Linked DNA regions of Mus musculus: region 2 is linked to region 1. Evidence: chromatin contacts called from public Hi-C data. All regions are on one chromosome and are shown on one strand. Each heading gives the region's core, a stretch centred on a gene start, on an enhancer-like site or on the middle of the called end of the contact. The rest is flanking DNA. Distances are from core to core; before and after follow the strand shown.

Region 1 (3,003 bases), core at 229-2,728:
GAGGTGCAGGGCTTAAAAGGCTGGGCATCCAGGAAAGGAATGGACTAGGAAAGCAGGCTGAAAGGCAGAGCCGTCAGGAAGCAGAGGAAGAGCAGAGGAAAGAGACATCTCTAACCTAGACAGTTTCAACCTGGCAACCACAGACTAGACCAACTCAAACATGGCCCTGTAATATAAAGGAGCTCAATAGAAAGAAAAATAAGTGTCCCTACTTAAGAATCAGGACATTTCATTTAAAAAAACCAGGCTATCTAGATTCATTGACTACAGCAACTATGGCTGAAGCTTAGATAATGCTGACCCAAATAAAGAGCTAAAAGCTCCCCAAGTCCCAAAGCTAACAGACAATGTCACTAACGCTAATTGGCAGCCTAGCTCTTAGAGAAGGTTAAGGCTTCCCACTCTATACCTTTCCTGTTACCACTAGCTCATTACAGGAATAATTACCATCACACTCGGGCGCTCAATAAACGAAAGCGGTCAAAGCCCACCGCAAAGCACCTCACAACTGAGCTGCTATTATATCCCGTCTTCCTTAACAAGGCTTCAAAAGACCCCTTCTTAGGAAATTGAAAGAGCTCTAAAGGTCCATCTAGACACACCTTATGCTTTAACTTTTGGATCATAAGAAAACTGACTGTCGGAGCTTTTGATTTTCTAAGTCCAAAGACATCTAGAACTGTGCCACGAACTCAGTAGACACCTCCAAACCCTGCACAGTGAAATCGCTTCTAACTTACTGTTTTTCTTCACAGTCAATAAGGAACTGCTCTAAAACTGTGTGCCTGTGTGTGTGTGTGTGTGTGTGTGTGTGTGTAAAAGCAAAGAGTGGTAGGAATACCTAGCCAGGGTCTGACGGGGTAAAACGGAGAGGGCCAGCCTGTGGCCAAAGTCTGTCCAACAGGTGGGAAACTCTTCAAGTGGTGACATCGCAGGACAATTCTGTGGCTGTTACTGGGGCGAACTCACTTCCTCCGAGCTAGGTTAGGGGAAAAGAGCTACAGGGAGTCAGTGGATCATTAAAGGGGCCTCTCTGGATTTCTTTCCCAAATTCCTAGCGCTTTCCCTAACTTCAGGATTGGACAGTTGTCAAAGCGGGAGTGTGGCGGCCTGGGTGACCGAGCTGTGACAGGGTCCACACTCCCGACTCTCTACTGCTCGGTCTGGGTAGCCGACCTGAAACCGAGGGAACCCACGCAGCCCCGCGCCCGCGCCCGCTCCCACGCCCGCCCCGCTCACTCACTGCTCGGCCGGGCATCGCGTCGCGGCCCGGGGCTGCGCGCCGGCCGTCACCTTCCCGCCGTCCCGCGCCGCGGCCCCGGCCTCGCGCGCCGGCGTCTCGGCGCAGCTTGCACCGGGCCACGCTCCGGGCTGGGGCATGGTTCCCCGACTCATCCGCGGCCACGCCGGGCCCTGCCGTCCCGCCGTCCGGAGCCGTGGCTGCGCTGCCCCGCACCCCGCGAGGTCCGCAGAGCGCTTCCGTAAGCGTCACTGTGGCCCGCCCCGCGACCTTTGACCTGCAGCAAGGGGGCGTGGCGAGAGGCTAGGGGACCTGGAACGGGCGGGGCTGGGAATGGAGGGAGGACGCCTGCGCAGAGCGGATTTGAGCCGCGGAGCCTGGAGCGGCCCGCGCCGTGTGCCCACTGCGCATGTCCGGGCTCAGTAGGTGGTGTTGGGGGATGTTGGAGGCTGGGCAGGACACGCGGCTGGGCGGTGTGGAGTTGAGAGAGTTAGGATGCCGGGTAGTACTTACCTCGGTACAGAACTTCATCCTTGGTCCCCTAAAAGTTCTGCTGGCACCGTTCCTCAGTGCCAGCGCGGCCTCTGGAGCCCACGTGGCCTTGACCTCGGCTGTGGGGTCGTAGTTGAGCAAGCACAACATTCTGTGCCATCTTGAATTAGATTGCTTCATGTGATCGATTTAAGAGTAAGAGTAAAGGGCTGACATTAACAGATTTCCAAGGTATGACCGTGGAGGCGCAGAAGCCGGGGAGAGTGGGTGAGTTAGTAGGCATGGCTCCAGCCTTGAGGCAGAACCCGAGTATGGAGCAATAGCGAGGCAGGGACATTTCGGAAGCCTGCAGATAGGTTCAGGGGCAGAACCGAAAAGTAAGATTGGAAGTCAGATCATAAAAAGCCAAGTTTAGATTGATAAGCTTGAGCTTCGTCTTTTCCGTGTTCTCTCTATAAGGCCATTTATGAAAGATCATTTTTGCCTGCAGTTAAATATTAAAGCATAGGACTAAACTGATGTTCAGAGGTGAGGGGAGCACACTAGTGTTAAACATCCCCAAGGCTGATTGGGTGATTAAAACGTCCTTGATTATGGAGAGCTAGAATATTACCGATTAGGAGTAAGCTGCACAGTCTTGGGCGATCTTCAGTTCTCCTTAATAGCCATTTATTGCCAACCTCATTATAGCTTTTAGGTAAATCATTGGGATCTACAGACTTACGGCCAGAATAACATCAGATCACATAACAAACATTTAACAAACATTTCTACCATCTACCTGATGCGTTTTAGAAAGACCTTTGACTTAATGTTTGATTTGTTCTGTTACTATTTAAAAAAACAAACAAACAAACAAAAAAGCAAGGAAGCCATTAGGCTGGAGCATATGGAGACTATTTGGAATAAGTCAAATCTGTGTTCCTGGACCATTGTGCCTCATATTTCCTTGGCTCCAGACTAAACTATCTTACTTTCTTTCAGGGGAGGGCTATGTTCTTTGTAAAGAACCTGTAAAGATAAACTCGGGGAGGTGGGAACATAAGAGGATAAACTATAGAAAGAACATTTGTGCTGGGTGAGATGGTGCACGCCTTTAATCCCACCACTTGGGAGGCAGAGGCAGGCGAATTTCTGAGTTCGAGGCCAGCATGGTCTACAAAGTGAGTTTCAGGACAGCCAGGGCTACACAGAGAAACCCTGCCTCAAAAAAACAAAACAAAACAAAACAAAACAAAAACAAAAACAAGAGAAAGAAAGAAAGAAAGAAA
Region 2 (3,003 bases), core at 153-2,652, 79 kb after region 1:
ACTCAACAGGCTCTGAACTCCTGCCCCATTAGAAGTTCAACCAGCACAATATGCTATCCAGACTTTCCAGAATATTCTCCACCTCAGCCTTCTGGCAAGTGGCGTGTCCTGGCTTAACGTCTAGCATAGAGGACAACTCCCAGGGATTGTGAAGGCTTGTCCCATCGGATGGATTGATCTCAAGATCTCAAGATGTCTGCAGATGGGGACACCTAGCTATGAAAGGGCAGTCAGACATTCTTGCCCAGCTTAGCAGTTTTGAGTTACAGGAAACACATGCACATGGTTTCCCATGCCAATACCAGTATGAAGTCAGGAAAATTAACACCCAAGGTCGTGCCCTCTGTCCCTGTTGCCATATGACCAAGGGCATTACTCACAGTATGATATGAGACAGGGCAACGAGGGATTCACTTTCTATACAAATGTCAGAGAGGCAGTGGTCCAGCAAACTCACATGTTGTGGAACCCACAGAAGAGGGTCCTGGTGGGACATACAGTGGCCTTTGTCATATCTGTTGCAGTCAGAACTCTAGTCTACTCTATGACAGAGCCCACTGAAAAATTCAGTAAGTCATCATTCCTAGGTAGGTGGGTGGATGAATGATGTAACTCACTCTGCCAGGAATGGAAAAAGGAACCATTGGCTCGTGGAGAAAAGAGCCATTGGCTCATGGAGGAAGAGCCACTAGCTCATTAAAAAAAAAAAAAAAAAAGGGAAGCATTGGCTCACGTGACTAACACCTCTGCCTGGCTCGGCTTTAGATGTGACTTGATCTAATATTTAAACTACCACAAGTAATGTTCATTTCTCTCTGCCTTTCCCTGCTCTCTGTATGTCTGCCTCTGTCTCCCACCCCACCCACCCCCTGCTGTGATGAAAAGAGGGGGTCCTAGAACACACTAAAGCTAAAGATGCTTTATCTGGTGTCAACATTCATGGACAACTGATTATTAAATGGAACAAAACAACAACTGGAGAAAACCTGCTTCTATCCTCTTAGACTGACAGTAGGAATGTGGCCAAGGCTGTGTCACAGGTCATAACAATGGACATTAAAGGATGAGTGGTTCCTTCAGATTTCCCTCCTCTAATGCTTTCTTCAGAGCAGGCAACCTCAAGAGACTGAAGCTGGGGTGTTAGGAAGGAGCAGACAGGATGTCTGTAGTCAAGAGTGAGGCACCACCACGTAGAAGAAAAAAAATCACTTTATGGACAAGAACTGTCCACTCAGACAGAAAGGGGCTCCTGGAATTACAGACATGTTGAAGCCTCACATGTAAGGTCACCTGCAGATCTGGGACACTGAGACTCTAGGGTTCCACGTAGCTACTGGGTCCCATCTCTGTGGGTTGTTAAGGCCCCTGTGGTTTGAAGTCCCCACTGCCTTGTTCCTCATCTGAGAGCCAGTGACTCACTGCACCCAGGGTGGTTTTTGCTGAGACCAGGAAGAACCATAGGCCAGTGGCTTGAGAAGTGGGGCGTGTGCTCCTGCCGTTCCTAACTAAACGGCTTTTGTCCTATATTGATGAGAACCACCTGCAGGGTATGCGTGGGCATGGGTTGGGTTTGCCTTCCGTGTTGAAGAGATATGAGGAGAAAGGAACATAAATCCAGCTAGAGATGGCACGGTCCTCTTCCATTGAACACTTGCATCAGAGCCAGGGAATATTTCCAAGGATGGTTTCACGAAAACCTCTTCCAAAGAAGAGCAGGGTCTCAAAAAACATCACTCTCGATGAAGAGCTTCTATCAGTACCAGGGCCTATGTTTTGGAAGCGACTGCTGACCCAACCCTACCCCTTTCTTTCCCAACATGTCCTTCAGACAGTGCTGGCTGAGCCTGGTTGACTTGCAGACCCAGGAACCAGGAGTGCAGCCCAGTGCTGTTCTGTGTGCCTGACACTCATTTCTCTGGCACAGATGAAGAGGAGGAGAGGTTGTCTAGGCTTACCCCATATGGAAGGAATTCCCAGGACGTTAACATACGGGGAGGTTGGGGCAGAGGAGGTGGCTGAGTTAGAAAAGTGGCATTGCTGTGCAAATGTCAGAACCCGGGTTAGAGCCCCAGTGCCCATGTAAAAGCGGGGCACACTGGCATATGCCTGCATCCCTAGTGCCAGGACTGAAGACAACAGGCAGATCTCTGGAGTTGGTTCACCAGCCTAACGGACATCAGTGAGCTCTAGGTTCAGGGAGAAACCCTGCTCCCCAAAATAAGATGGGCGATCTAGAAGAAAACACTCGCACACTTCAAGGGTAACAAAACAGAAATGTCCCAGGCAAACAGGAATGGAAAGGTTACCTTGATATGAAGCCCAACGAGATGTCACATGCCCATTTGCTCTTATCTACCCTGTCCCTCCCACCTGTTGACACTAACAAGAAGACTGAGGTTGCCCCCACCCCTACTCCCAACCCTCTGGTGGTGTTGTGAACAGAACCCTGAGCTCCATGCATGCTAGGTGTGGCCCTACCACAGAATGACTGCTTCAGCCCTGGTTCTCCACGGACATCCCAGTCTCTCTGTTTCCTAGGTACCTTAACTCGTAACTTCCTCCCAACATCCCTCACCGAACGAAACACTCTACTGGTAGAAGTTCTCACTCAATAAGAACACGAAGATCAAATTCTAATTCTATCCTACTTAAAGACAGGGATTGACCCTGAAAATACAAATGAATGAGTCATGGAATTAAATGTTAAATGTCCTCATTTGGCTATGCACCGGGGCTTTCATGGCGGTTTTATCATCAAGTCGATCAAGAATGGACACAGCTGTGTTTGGGGGCACGGAGGCCAGCATCTTCTCTTTTCATGCCAAGGCCCTGGCTGCTGTACATTCAAGAGACAGATTTCTCAAGAGGCTTATTCCTGGCCAAAGGCCTCCGTTTGCTTCCAAGTCGCTGTTGTAATCTGTGGACTACAAATGCTTTGCTCTTGGAGAACATTGTTTGATGTGTGTGCACAAAAGTTCTGCTGTGTTTATCACCGAAAACTAA

Evidence for each region. Hi-C and Micro-C count contacts between places; a contact is called where the count stands out from the background.
Region 2: a contact with region 1 is called in a Hi-C map of bone marrow-derived macrophages, with 67 read pairs. The contact joins the enhancer-like site here to the promoter of Otulin in region 1. A contact is called at or near these places in 4 of 39 promoter capture datasets (the C10 cell line, the HPC-7 cell line and neutrophils), 3 of 15 datasets of contacts at CTCF or cohesin (CD8 T cells and the NIH/3T3 cell line), 55 of 484 Hi-C or Micro-C datasets (the AML12 cell line, B cells, CD4 T cells and 36 more), 15 of 115 datasets of contacts at active chromatin or transcription factors (CD8 T cells, DN3 thymocytes, the HPC-7 cell line and 11 more) and 3 of 9 other capture datasets (adipose tissue, liver and macrophages).

What each region holds. Positions count from the first base shown.
Region 1 is chr15:27,629,215-27,632,217 of GRCm38.p6, forward strand. It overlaps Otulin (OTU deubiquitinase with linear linkage specificity), which reads right to left and starts at 1,479. Exons shown (of 7, transcript NM_001013792.2): 1 at 1,244-1,479. The coding sequence starts at 1,395.
Region 2 is chr15:27,708,014-27,711,016 of GRCm38.p6, forward strand. No RefSeq gene overlaps it. Among named protein-coding and RNA genes, the nearest start is that of Otulinl, 28 kb to the left of the region's middle. Within about 2 kb of position 1,403, at least 75 of the 459 cell types and tissues checked have an H3K27ac peak or open chromatin away from gene starts, as enhancers often do. A contact at or near this core is called in CD8 T cells, the HPC-7 cell line, the MNK3 cell line and 12 more, where this site is marked.